Regions from separate parts of the Mus musculus genome. Here region 1 is linked to region 2. Evidence: chromatin contacts called from public HiChIP or PLAC-seq data. All regions are on one chromosome and are shown on one strand. Each heading gives the region's core, a stretch centred on a gene start, on an enhancer-like site or on the middle of the called end of the contact. The rest is flanking DNA. Distances are from core to core; before and after follow the strand shown. Region 1 holds the start of Lipe (lipase, hormone sensitive). Region 2 holds the start of D930028M14Rik (RIKEN cDNA D930028M14 gene).

Region 1 (6,485 bases), core at 1,699-4,198, 240 kb after region 2:
TATGATGCAGCTTAGGCTAGCTTCTATCTTTAAATAATCCTTCTGCCTTTAACCTCTTGAGGGTATTGGGCTGCCTCACTTTCTGTGTGGTGACAGGTTGCATCTTTCTGAGGTGGTCTAGGATGGGCAAAAGACATAAGGTCCACAGCTTAGGTCAGAACCCAGGGAAGAGATCAGCCACAACCAAGTCTTCCCCACTGTCACCAACTATGATGGGTGTGGTGTGTTGACCCTGTCCTGAGGGCTGCCTAGAAATCATGTGATTTTTATAGTAACTAAGCCCAGGTGCCAATCTGATATCTGTGGGATGGCACCTTCTTCCTTCAGTCCCAGAGTCTCAGTGAAGACGACAGGGAGTGCACGCCCACACAAGAGACCTTTGAGATCAAGAACTGATCACCCTCCTAGGGGCTCAAACTCAAAGGAACTTAGGGGACTACAAAAGAGTGAATGGGGAGGCGGCTTAACAACAGAGTGCTTGCCCAATATTCCTGAGGCTCTAAGTTCAATCCATAATACTTGAAAAAGAAAAAGAACAAATGAACCTCTCCTGCCCTCAGGGGTTGAAGCTCTGGCCTCTTGCATGTTTGAGAGCTCTTTTTCCATTGAATTACAGCTCCAGCTTTCTTGTTACTTTTGAGACAAGCTCAGAGTCAGGCCTCGGACTTGCTATCCTCCAGCCTCAGCTTCCCAAGTAGCTGATGATATGTGCCTGCCGAGTTACCCAGGCCCAGCTGGTGAAGAGGCTTCTGAGACATGGTAGATCTAGTTACGAGCCATGAGTCTGTGCACCACAGAGCCCAGTTCTGAGTTCCTGCCAACTCTCCTTACCAGTCTGTGGGCTGAGTCATGAATCTAGTAATTGTGATTACTGTGGACACTACCTCAAGGACAGGTTCCAGGCCACCAGTGCCTTCACTGTGAGCCCAGAAGGACATGGGGCAAGGGACTCACCTGGAAGCCCAGGCAGCGGCCGTAGAAGCAGCCTTTGTGTAGCGTGACATACTCTTGCAGGAAGTCAGCGGTGAGTCCTTCATCACCCTCGAAGAAGAGCACTCCTGGTCGGTTGATGGTCAGCAGGCGCTGGGCATAGTAGGCCATAGCACGGAGCTGGGTGAGGGCGGCCAGGTAGGCCTCCAGCTCTGCTAGGTTGTGGCTGGCACGGAAGAAGATACTTTTGCGGTTAGAAGCCACATAGCGGGATTTGTGTAGTAGGTGTGCCAGGCAGCATCGGGCTGTGTGCACCAAACTACGGTATCCGTTGGCTGGTGTCTCTGTGTCCAGGTCAAAATGGTGTGCCACACCCAACAGTTGGCCTAGGGTTGGTTCCAGCCCCAGTGCCTGTTCCCGAACACCTGCAAAGACATTAGACAGCCGCCGTGCTGTCTCTCCTGGGCCCTGGCTTGAGAAGAAGGCCATATTGTCTTCTGCGAGTGTCACCAGCGACTGTGTCATCGTGCGTAAATCCATGCTGTGTGAGAACGCTGAGGCTGTGAGAAGATGGGAAGGTCTGTGGTTACCCTTTGCTCTGTCAGGCCCAGGAGTCCATGCCCTTCCTCTCTTTCCCTAGGCCAACCAAGTATTCAAACCTAGGACCGTCCTTGCTGAGATGCAGGAGTCCAAAGCCGAGCCCTCTCCTTCCTCAGGTCTGTCCCAATCCTCCTGGAGACGCAGGGGCCTTCCATTATCTTCTCTCTCACACCTAGGAATTTATCTCCTTGTCTTCTAGAAGCCTGCGGCTGCATCCTCATCCTCTTTCTAGCAGCTGGGAGTCGAAGCCCTCAGACTGAGCAGACCCTGACTAGCTCCTCTTCAGAATTAGAAACCCACTGACCAGGTCTTTTGGCCTTCTTCCTGGATCTAGGAGTCCAATCTCCTGAGCCCTCTATTCCAGAGGCGGGCCCACCCTCTTCCTTCTTCCTTCCAGGTATTCAAGGGTGAACTCCTATCTTTGTTTACTGTCTTTGGACTTGTCCTTCTTGTTCTGGGAAATCGGGATGCTTAGCGGTTCTCCTTCTGAAGACCCACGCATTCAAGTCCCACTCCAAGTTTCCTTCTCAGTCTCCTGGGTTGCCTATAAGCCCTTCCCTTCTAACAATGGTTGGGAACGTTACTCCCTAAGACCAGCCATTACTATCGCCTAGGACTGCCCTCTATACCTAGCCCTCCTTCTGAGCCCTATCCACAATACCAGCCTCTCTGCACCAGGGACTCACTCCTGGTTACTTAAGCCTTCCCTCCTTGTTTTCCTGTAGGATTCCCTAAACCCAGCATCCCTTCTTTGGATGGTCTCCTAGCTTTCAGCCTTGCCCACCTGCCTTAGACTACACTGTTCCATTCTCCTGCCTGAAACAACAGTTCAAATAGCTAATAAATATTCATCTCTCTAGCCAAACCCATGCTACGGTTTAGATTGCCCACAAAGACCCTGGATGCACTGGTTCAGACATAGATTACAGGAGGGGAAACTAAGGATCATCAAAGAGCCAAAGGTTGTATGCATAATTACAGAGCCCACTTAATCACCGATTTCTAAGTCCAGAGTTCCTACATACAGAGCACTCCTCCTAGGACTCTGGAAGCTCAGCTTCTACTTGTCCTTCAAAGTCTGGCTCCATGCTTGGCTTGACTTCCCACATTCAGGGTCCTTTGTGATCTTCTTCCAGCGTCTCCTTGGGTATTCCTGCTATTTAGACTTGAATACCACATCTTGGATAAGTTGCCCTTGACACTTTGGTAGGGACATTACAACCTTCCTGAGTGATTCCCCCCACCCCCCTCTGGAAGTCTAGGGCCCTGCCTGGCTCCTGGATTTGCAACCCCTTGTTTCCCTAGAAGACAGTGTCTCCTCTCCCCTCCAGGCCCTGGGTTCTGTCTCTTGGTTGGGCCTGCACTCACCCCTCCCTGGCCTCTTCCGACTGGAGCTCCCCAAGCTGGCACAGCAGGTCTGTGGCTAGTGCCAGTAGCAGCCTGGGGCGATAAACTGGGGGAGGGACTAGTGGGGTAGGGTGTGGCCACTGCTTCACCTCCTATCCAGAAAGGATAGTGAGAACCACATGCTGTAAACAGAGCCCAGAGTTCAACTCCTTGCCCCTCCTGCCTGCTGGACAGGCAGCTCAACAGAGTCCTCCTGCTAGGTTCTTCCTCAGAGCCCTGGATCCCTGCCCTCTCAGCCCCTCCTTGCTTACACCAGGGAGCCCAGGCCCAGGCTCTCCTTGCTCAGACTCGGGGATCCAGTTCCAGTCTTCTCCCTTAGGACCCAGGAGTCCCAAGCTTTAGTCCTGAACACACTGTCCCCTCTCCCCCAGAAAGCTGTCCTCTCCTCTCCCCCAAGTGGATTCAGGGAGCCAAAGGCTCAGTTATGCCAATTCCCCCCCTCCCGACATTGGCCCTGGCACAGATGTCTCCAGCTGTTAGGGAAAAGAAGTGGCCAGCCCTGCTGTCCCCTCTGGGAGTCCAAAAGCCGATTAAGGGCATTACCAAACTCAGCTAGGGGCCTGAGTCACAGGCCCTCCTGGGTGCTATTCTTACATGTGCATCCTTGGCTTACCCGTAACTTCCGCAGCCCACCCTGCCGACAGTCCATGGGAGACCAAGGCTCAGATACTTTTGCAGGGTCTTCCGCAAACTCCTCACCTAGCCAGCTCTTTCTCACCCTCAGGCAGGCCTCAGCTCGTGGTGGTCGCTCCCTTACGTCTCCCCACCTCTAACGTCCACTCTCACTTACCCACTAAAGCTTATCTCAACCCCAGCACACTCGTACCTTTGCTTTTCTGTCTGTGTCCTCTAGGACGGACACAGATGGGTTTCTGTGGAGGCACAGGGCTCATAAAGTGCAGTATGACTGCTTAGAGCACAACATTACAAATGGCAATCAGCTGTGGGGCCTTCCAAAGAGCCTGCTGTACATGGGAGGCTGACAGGCAGCACATGTCTGCCTGTGGCCCTGGCCTGTCATATTGATGAAGGGAGAGGGTGGCCCCATGGCCCAGCACACTAGCAAATACATGAAGGGCAGAGGGCACGAAGTAGACTGAAGGCCAGAGGCAGTGGCTGGGAACCGGGGAGAGGGTTGCACCTTCCCAGGACTTGCAGACAGACAGCTGGACCAGACCCTCAGGGGTGGTTAAGCTAAGCAGCTGTTACAGTGGGATACTGGTCCAGGTCACTTGTTGGGTGATCCTAGGTTAGCTCTAAATTCTCCATCTGGAAGCTGCTGAGCCATTCTGCCCACCCAGGGTGGGTGGACTGCTTCATGAGCAGTCCCTCATGGGCTTTCCTCCTGGGAGTGGAACCCATGTGCTAAGCATGCGCTCCTGTGAGTGCTACCCCTAGCCCAGGGAGGCAATGCATGCGTGGTTTGCTCCCTGGCCTCACTCAGCTTGGCCTCACTGATGGAGGCGGGGGAGGGGGGGTTGGGGGGGTTGGGTTCTTTTTCCATGCAGTTCGTCACTACCCTAATACACTATATGACTTCATAATCATTATTTGTTCTGTCTCCCCATGAAATTGTCTGTACACCCTGAGTTCAGGGCCTTCTCTGTTGTGTTCTGCTCTTAGCTGGTACAATTTTCCACTTTCTAAGCCTAGCCTCACTCACTTGTCACACTGTATACCTTATATCTGGCACATCACTCTGCTAGGACTGACTGCCTTCCACGCCAATGTAATATGTGGGGAGTACGGTGTTGGGACATTTTTTGAAGATGAGGAACACTTGTGGAAGGACAAGTGATTGGGATGAAGCAGTGGGAAGGGTTGGATCCCCCAAGCCCTTGTGACTTCTGGGCCCTGCTCTTTGCCCCATTCAAGATTCCCTGAAGACTGGGCTGGCTAGAGGCAGGAGGGAGGGATACGGAGATTGCCAGAATCCCAGGCAGAGGGCACTGGGATAAGGGCATACCCAGTGGGGACATGGGTAAGTATGGCAGGAGTGGGACAAAGGTAGGGTCGAGGGGGGGCTGGCAGTGGGGGAGGGGGCCCTAGCCAACTATGACCCAGTCCTTTGCCCTGCTTTGGTGCTGGGAATCAAACTTGTAGACAAATGCTAGACAAATGTTCTGCCCCTGACCCATGCTCCTACCTCCTCCAGCCCTTTGCCCTGAGAAGCCACTTGTCAGCTGAATCAGGCCTGGACTTTGGTTCCTGGGGATATACCAGGTCAATGTACCTTGTTTCTTGACATGTCTGAAGGTATGTGTGTGTTTGTTAGCCTGTGAGTCTAAGTTTTGTCTTAGTCTTTCAGCTTGTATGGGGATGTGCTCATGTTTTTATGACTCCACACCCTGGGACTGGGGATGTAGATCAGTTAGTGCAGCACTTGCCTCACTCCACCTGGATCTGGTCCCCAATTCTGTGCAGACTGAATGTGGGGGTGAATATTTGTAATCCCAGCACTATGATAGTGGAGACAAGAGGATCTGATGTTCAAAGTCATCTTGAAGTAAATGGTGAGTTTGAAGCCAGCCTGGGATGTATATATGATGCTCTACCTCTCAAATAGCAGCAACAACAATAAAAACAACAAGAATCGATGTACATGTTTGGGTGTGTCACGGTCTCCACGTGTGTTCGTGTGTGCTGAGGATAGGACTCACTGTTGGTTCAGGCAGAGAGCTCAGGGGTTGTCCTGTCCATTTCCCTCACCTATCCCCATCTACTGGACATCCAGAAGCAAGCCACCCACCTCCACTACCTGGTCCTCACTCCGTGAGCCTCCTCTGACTTAAGCCTGTTTCCTGCAGAGCATCCAGAGGATCTTTTGAAAGCATAAGGCTGACCTTGCCCTTCCAGCCCACCAATGCTTCCCTGCCTTCCTCCCAGATAAAGCTTCAGACTTGGGCATGGCCTTTTAAGCTGACCTAGAGCCCACCTTGCCTGCCCCAGCTTCCTGACCCCAGCCTCCGCCCCCAGACCTCTCTCTGCATTGTCAGGCGCTGCTCTTCCAGCGGTGTTCCTGCTGCTCTGCTCTCCCCACCTCCCTTGCTCGGTAGCTGATGCCTGCCCGTCCATGAGTCTGATGTCACCTTGTTGGAAAAGCTACCCACGCTCATTTTCTCAGAATTTTCTTTCTTGAAAGCAGGACACATTTTCTCATGTAGCCCAAGCTGGCTTCAGACTGACTATATAGTCAGAGACTACAAGACTTTAAGCTTCTTTCTGATCCTCTTGCCTCGGCCTCCCTACTTCTGAATTATAAGCAAGTGCTATGATGCCTACTGTGTGTGGTCCTGGAGACAGACCCTTGGGCTTTGTCCATGCTAGTCAGGTACTCCAGTAATAAGCTACATCCCCAGCTCCAGGATTTTTCCTTTTATCATACTGGCTTGTTTACAATGTTTTGTAAATGGGTGAATGAGAGAGGTTGAGACAGAGTTCCACTCTGTAGCCCTGACTGACCTGCAACTCACTATGTAGCCCGGGCTTGCCTTGAACTGACTCAGCTTCCCAAGGACTGGGATCAGAGGTGTGCGGCACATGCCTGG
Region 2 (6,128 bases), core at 520-3,019:
CACCGCTTAGTTCTTATTATATTTTTTCTTATATATTTTTCCCCCAGCTTCTCCTGCTCCTGTTTTTTTTTTCCTTTTAATTTTTTTTTTTTTTAAACTCACTGTGCTCCTGAGGCTGCAGGCTGGGTGGGGGTGGGGTGGGGGCATCTGCCCAGGCGGGGCCCTACCCATTGGCTTCTAGGGCTGCTGTCTATGGGATGAACCCTCACTTTAACTTCACAGTCCTAGCCCTGGTTCAATCAAGCTCCCCCAGAGTCTGGCCCCACGTCCAGACTCTCATCCTCCTCTCCTATCACCCTTAAGGTCTTCCTTCTGACTTAGGAGTGCCCCCCACACCCACACTATGGTGGGCTCGCAGCCCTGGGCAGACCCTCTTCCTCTCCCCCCTACCTGGCCCCTTGCTTCCTCATGGAGCCATTTGGCTGATGGTCAGAACTGTCCGTCAAGGGGGCTCTGAGCCCCTGAGGACTCAGATGGGAGGAGGCAGGGGGAGAGGTCGAGGGTCAGGCCACGGCCCCTCAGCTCATCTCTTTCCCCTCCCCCTTCCTAACAAAGGGAACAGCAGACCATCGCTGGGGGTGGGAGGGGGCTGCCTGGTAGTCAGAGGGAAGCCAGAGAGGGGCTGTGGATGGCCATGGGCAGGAGGCAGGGTGAGGGCTGCCTGCCCCTCCTCTGCCCGCCCTCTCGGGTCAAGGCTAAGGTGATTCCTCAACCTCTCCAGGCTGGGAGGGGAGGACGGGTCTTCGAAGACAAAGAATGGGAGCCCCAGGGAGTTGGGGGCTGGCAGGGAAGCACCTGGGACCCACTATTTTGACTTGGGGAGGGACAGCAGGCACCCTCCCTCAGGCACCCTCCCTCCCGGTTCTTGCTTTTCCCCTCCCGTCAGCCCCGCCTCCCATCTGCAACAATCCCTCTGGATCTCAGAGCTGAGGCAGGATTCGGTTGGGGTTGAGGGGGAAACTGAGGCCCAAAGAAGGGGCAACAAAGTCACAGGGAGAATGTTGCCCCACTTTGACCTTCAGCTTCTTAGCCTAGCAAGGGAAAGAGCCCCTCTCTCCCAGTCCTTTCTCTTCCGGGTCAGGGCTGGCCCATGGAGGGGGCAGGTAACAGAAGGCTGCTGGAAGAAGGGGGGGGGGGAGGCTGAGGGGCTAGAGGGGTTGATCTCTGTATTCCAGGCCAGCCACGGAGGTTGAGGGACCAAAAGACCTTAGCATGCTGTCTCTGGCCTGGGTCTGTGGTGAGAGTCAACTGGAAAGGACAGGGTAACCTACCCCCACCCCAGTACCTGGAAAGAGACCTTCAGAGAGGGTTCTCTCCCGCTCACTGCCACATAGCAAAGGTGGACCCACAGCCTGGACTGCCCACACATGACACCTGCCCAGCCTGACAGTAGCTGGCAAAGAGGAGCCATGGCTGGCAGCCATCCTGACTATGGAATAAAAAGCCACTGGAGAAACAAAAAAGAAATGTTCAAAGCCTGGGGGGGCTACGCTCTCCTGCCAAGGCTGAGGGGGCTCTTGGAGAGAATAAGGGCCGCAGCCAAAAGGAAGTGGGGGGCAGGGCATACCCCTTTTCTGGGGGGGGGCTCAAATATGCTTCCACAGCTTGTCCAGGAGACCCTAGATGTACCCAGGACTAAGGGGTCCCAGCTGCCCTCCCCCAAACCTCCCCTCCCTTCTCTCTCTCTTTCTCGCCGCTATCGACCGACCAGGCTGTGACATGGTGGATCAATACAGCAGGGATATAAAGCCGGCTGGCTGGCTGCCTGCCTCTGCCTCTCTCTCCCTTGCTTCTCTTCCTTTCTTTCCCGGAGCCGCACCCAAGCCCCCACCCCATGTACCCCTTACCCCTACCTCTGGGGGGGGCCAGCCATCACCCCATACTCCCCTACTGCAGGAGAGTTTAGGGGGGCTGAGAGCTTGGAGAGCCAGGAGAGGGGGTGAGTATGGGGGTGGGCAGGGAAGCAGATGGGTGTGGGGGGCTCACATCTGCAGGCGAGGTGGCTGGGTAAACTGAGGAACAGCTGTTTAGGAGGAAAGGGAGCACCCCCCTCAGAGGGATGGGGCCCTTTGAGGGTAGCTGAGGGTGAGGGATGAAGCCTTGGGTGGTGGGCAGGGTTCCTGGCTAGGCAGGGGGATGGGGAAATGCTGTTCTGAGCCTGTGGGAGAAGGGAAGAAAGGCCTGGATACTGGATTTGGAAGGGCGAATGGACAGAAGCAAGAGGGGGCACCCTGGGCAAGCCTGGTGTCTACCTTCAGGACCTTGGCCTCACCCCAGAGCCTGGGTTGAATGAGCTGGGGTGTGGGTGGGCTTTCTTAGGGAGGTAGACAGGATGTCTCAACCAAGGGGCTGTGGAGTCCGAATGGATGCCACCCATGGAAGGTGTACACAGGTCCTTAAGCTGTGTTAGGGGACTCCAGAATTGTCTCCTGACCGCCCTGACCCTCGAGCCATGTCTGTGTGTGACTATGAGCCTGTGGGGGTTGTCCTGGGGATGCTGGGGCTTGTGCATATATGGCCATGGTGTCTCCATGATTACTGGGTGTCCTCAAATGCCCGTGTGGCCCTTGCGGGGATGTGGATGAATCTCAAGATGATACTCTCTCTGTCCCTAGGAAGGGTGGTGGCTAAGTGTCCCTAGTGAACCGGATTGTGGTGACATGTCCACGCCTCTGGTGGAGTGTGTCTGAGTGTGGGTGTTTTGGAGTGAGTCTGTATGTGTCCCTGTGTCTGTGTCGTGCGGGGGGGTGGGGTGGGGGGCTGTCCTTGGGCTTCAGAGCCTGTTTGGTCCTCTCTATGTGCATCGAAGGCTCTATATGAGTGGTAGAGACTCCGGTGGGTTCACTCTGTGTCTACCTGCTCCAGATGACCCTGTGTGCTGATGGTCAAGTGCTCTCTCATCAGTGGGATGGAGGCTCTGGGTGTGTCCCAGTGTGTGTCACGGTGACTCAGTGTACGTGAAGGGGGCAGAGGTCACATCCCTGAGTCTGAGTGGGGGAGGGGGTGGAGCAACAGAGGCTGCCACCGAGACACTGGCTAGTGTGGTTTATGGCTACATCATCTCCACATAGAATATAAGGGCCAGTCTGCCTTCTTTCTTCCCCTGCCAGAGGCCCCAGAGCCCTGCCAGGATGGGCTCAGTCTCCCTCCCTTCCTTCTCCCACCTTGGGTGGGGTGCGCCTCTGTTCTTCAGCACCCTCTGCTTTGGTGGACACTACCTCAACTCCACCAAGCGACCTCCGTCCCTCCCAACCCCCCCAGCGCCACCCGCTCCCCCCACCCTCCCCCCACCACAAGTCCAGTCCAACCCAGACAAAAGCAATTACTCCTGAGGTAGGATGTGAGTGTGGGTGTTAGAAACAGAAAAAAAATATAGTGGGGGGAAGGGAGGGGGAGGGAGACACACACACAGAAGCAGGGATGGTCAGCCAAAGACCTGGAGAGACAGGGATGAAGAAAAAGACAGAGGGAGAGAAGGAAGGACAGCTAGAGCTACTCGGGGCAGAAACCGAGAGATGTGGATGGACAGAAACATAGATCCAGGAGACAGAGGCAGCAGGGGAGAGCCATGGAAGGCCAAGTAGAGAGACCAGCCAGAGAAGCACAGTAAAAGAGAGCAGGGGACACAGGAATGAAGAAAGAGGACAGGGGACAGTGTGAGGGTTGGGGGAGAAGACATGTGGGGAACCCCAGCCAGGGTCAGCCAGAAAACACAGACAGGGAGAAACACAAAGAGTAAGAATGAGATCTGACAGGGACAGATGAAAGACAGACGCACAGACAGAGGTGGACGGACACTGGTGATGTAGTGAGAAACCCAAGCCAGCAAAGACAGAAAGCGCTGAAGAGAGTTCAAAGCCTTCTCCTGACAAGAGCACCCGCGCGCGCGCGCGCGCGCACACACACATACACACACATATACACGCTAGGTAGGCTTCCTCCCCACCCCCAGGCCAGAAGTCAGGTGTGGCCAAGCCATCCCCATAGCCCTTGGTCCCCCAGAGCCAGAATGAGGAGGGGACAGATGCTCTCAGCTGTCAGACAAGAGAGCTGGGCACAGTACATCCTCGCTGCCAACACCAGCCAGTTAGTGTCACCTACGTGTGCCATATACCACATTACTCACGCTGGATGCCCAGAGAGGACACAAGAACCCCTGCAAGGCCCTTCCTTTCTGTCTCACAGCTGTGCCCTGCCTGCCTAGTGCCCTTAGCTCCTATCTTTCCTCCTTGGCACCAAGCCAGTGAGTGGCCTTGTCCTACCACCTATGGGGTGTCTTCATGCACTCCGGCTTGGGGGGTACACTTCCTGCCCTTCCTACTTGCCTCTATCTGCTTTCCTGTGCCCTACCCCATTTCTACTGCCTCCCTTCTCTTTTGCTCTTCTCAAGAGCTCCCCAATATTCCTCCAAAGTCAGATGGTGACCCCTCTGGACCTCCTGTTGGCCAGGTACCTCAAAAGGAATGCACTCCCTAGCCCTCCCCTTTGCTGGGGGAAAAAGAGGCTACCTCCAGTTCTTGTCCCCACCCCACCCCATACCTCTTTTCTTGCCACCCTGGCCCTTGCCAGGCCCCCACATTTTCATGTGATCAGCTCTGAGGCCAGAAGCTAAAACTCTATTTACACACCTCCAGACTCAAAGAAAGAGGAAACACTCAGGAAGGGATGGAGAGATGGACAGAGCTGAATGCCTGTGGGAAGCACGGAGAGAAGCAGAGGACTATGGGAGGCCAGGAGCAGGAGACCTGTGGGCCTGGTGAGCGGCACAGACCTCTGCACTCGGTGGGATTCCCAGCAGGCCTCGCTCCAAGCTCCCAGGGTTACTCTGAGGTCCGCCTATGTTGCGGATCAGAGCTCTGAATTCTCAGCCTGCCTTAATTTGCTGTGGGACTGTCCAGGATTCCAGGGACTCACGGATCCTAGCCTGATAAAGGTGAGCTTTCTATTTCTCCCCTCCCCCACATCTGTAAGCCCCACCCTGTGGGTAAGAGATACTCCCAAACTACAGCTGTTTCTACCCGCCCTGCCCGGAGACGCCAACCAGAGACAATGGCCCCAAGCCATCACTTGCTACCTCTTAGAATCCCGTCCTCAAATCTGGGCTTCATAGCCAGTAAGGAACGCAGCCCGTTCACACAGTGTGGCAGGTACACAGCTAGCTAAGAAGCTGTCCCATCCCCCCAAACCAACAGAGCTGTTGCACCACTGAAGCCTGGTCTCTGGCCCCGCCCTAAGCCACAAGCACACACCCTAGCTAGAGCTAAAGTCAAGCCTCCACCCAGCCCCACACCGCAAACGCAGCTCAGCTCGGGAGGGGAGAAGGCTGAGTGGACCTGGGGTCTGGAAAACCTGTTGGCCCCGCCTGCCGGTTCACTGTCTTATCTCCACCCACTGCTCCCCACCCAGTCACTGAAGACTCTGCCTCAAACGGTCCTGGGTTGTTCTTCCAAGTCACCTCCTTAGACCCAGCGATGCAAGGCTTGTCCCCCACAAGTGAGCTCCAGCTCCTGAGATCTTCAGGGCTCCTGCACGGGGAGTATAGGAGTCTGTCCTCGTCGCCTCCGTGATGTAGCATGCGGAGGGCTACAGGGGACTGCAACTGGCCACGGGGACTGCAAGGCCAGAGCTGCGTTCCTGGCTCCAACAGCTGATAAGCCTGTCACCGGTACCACATCCACAGTGAGACCTGTGTTGGCTTCTCGAGCCCTTCAGGAACACCCTCCCAAAGATGTCCCGGAGGCCCTGTGTGTATCATCTAAACTCTGTCCTCTGACCACATTCTTTGCAGCCTCACACTTGGGCTGATAACACTTGTGCCTGATCCCGGGGGTGCCTCTGAGGCCTCCGAAGTTCTCCTGCTTCTCGGCATCTCCAGGCCTCGTATGGGAGACATCCCAGGGTGGGGCAGGGTGCTGCAGTAATAAATGGATGGATCTAGATCTGGTTGTGTGTGTTTGCTTGTTTATTTATCAGCCGGACCAATGCTTTCTGAGCATTTACATGTACCAGGAATAACTGCAGACATGCAGACAAATAGAGAAGCCTCCTGCTATGAGGCTGGTGGGGAGACACGAAGGAAGCCAAGTGCAGTGCGGAGCAGGGAGCAGGACAGATGGGGTGAAGCAGCT

What was found. HiChIP or PLAC-seq counts read pairs in DNA pulled down with a chosen protein or histone mark.
Region 1: an H3K4me3 HiChIP or PLAC-seq map of embryonic stem cells shows a contact between it and region 2, with 38 read pairs. The contact joins the promoter of Lipe here to the promoter of D930028M14Rik in region 2. A contact is called at or near these places in 19 of 39 promoter capture datasets (the 3T3-L1 cell line, the C10 cell line, the HPC-7 cell line and 11 more), 7 of 115 datasets of contacts at active chromatin or transcription factors (T-cell acute lymphoblastic leukemia, bone marrow-derived macrophages, embryonic stem cells and 2 more) and 1 of 9 other capture datasets (adipose tissue).

What each region holds. Positions count from the first base shown.
Region 1 is chr7:25,387,164-25,393,648 of GRCm38.p6, forward strand. Lipe (lipase, hormone sensitive) reads right to left here and starts at 2,949. Exons shown (of 10, transcript NM_001039507.2): 1 at 2,899-2,949; 2 at 955-1,490. The coding sequence starts at 1,470. It also overlaps a transcript of 4732471J01Rik not described here.
Region 2 is chr7:25,150,688-25,156,815 of GRCm38.p6, forward strand. It overlaps D930028M14Rik (RIKEN cDNA D930028M14 gene), which reads left to right and starts at 1,770. Exons shown (of 3, transcript NR_045847.1): 1 at 1,770-1,939; 2 at 4,635-4,933; 3 at 5,407-5,943. It also overlaps a transcript of Pou2f2 not described here.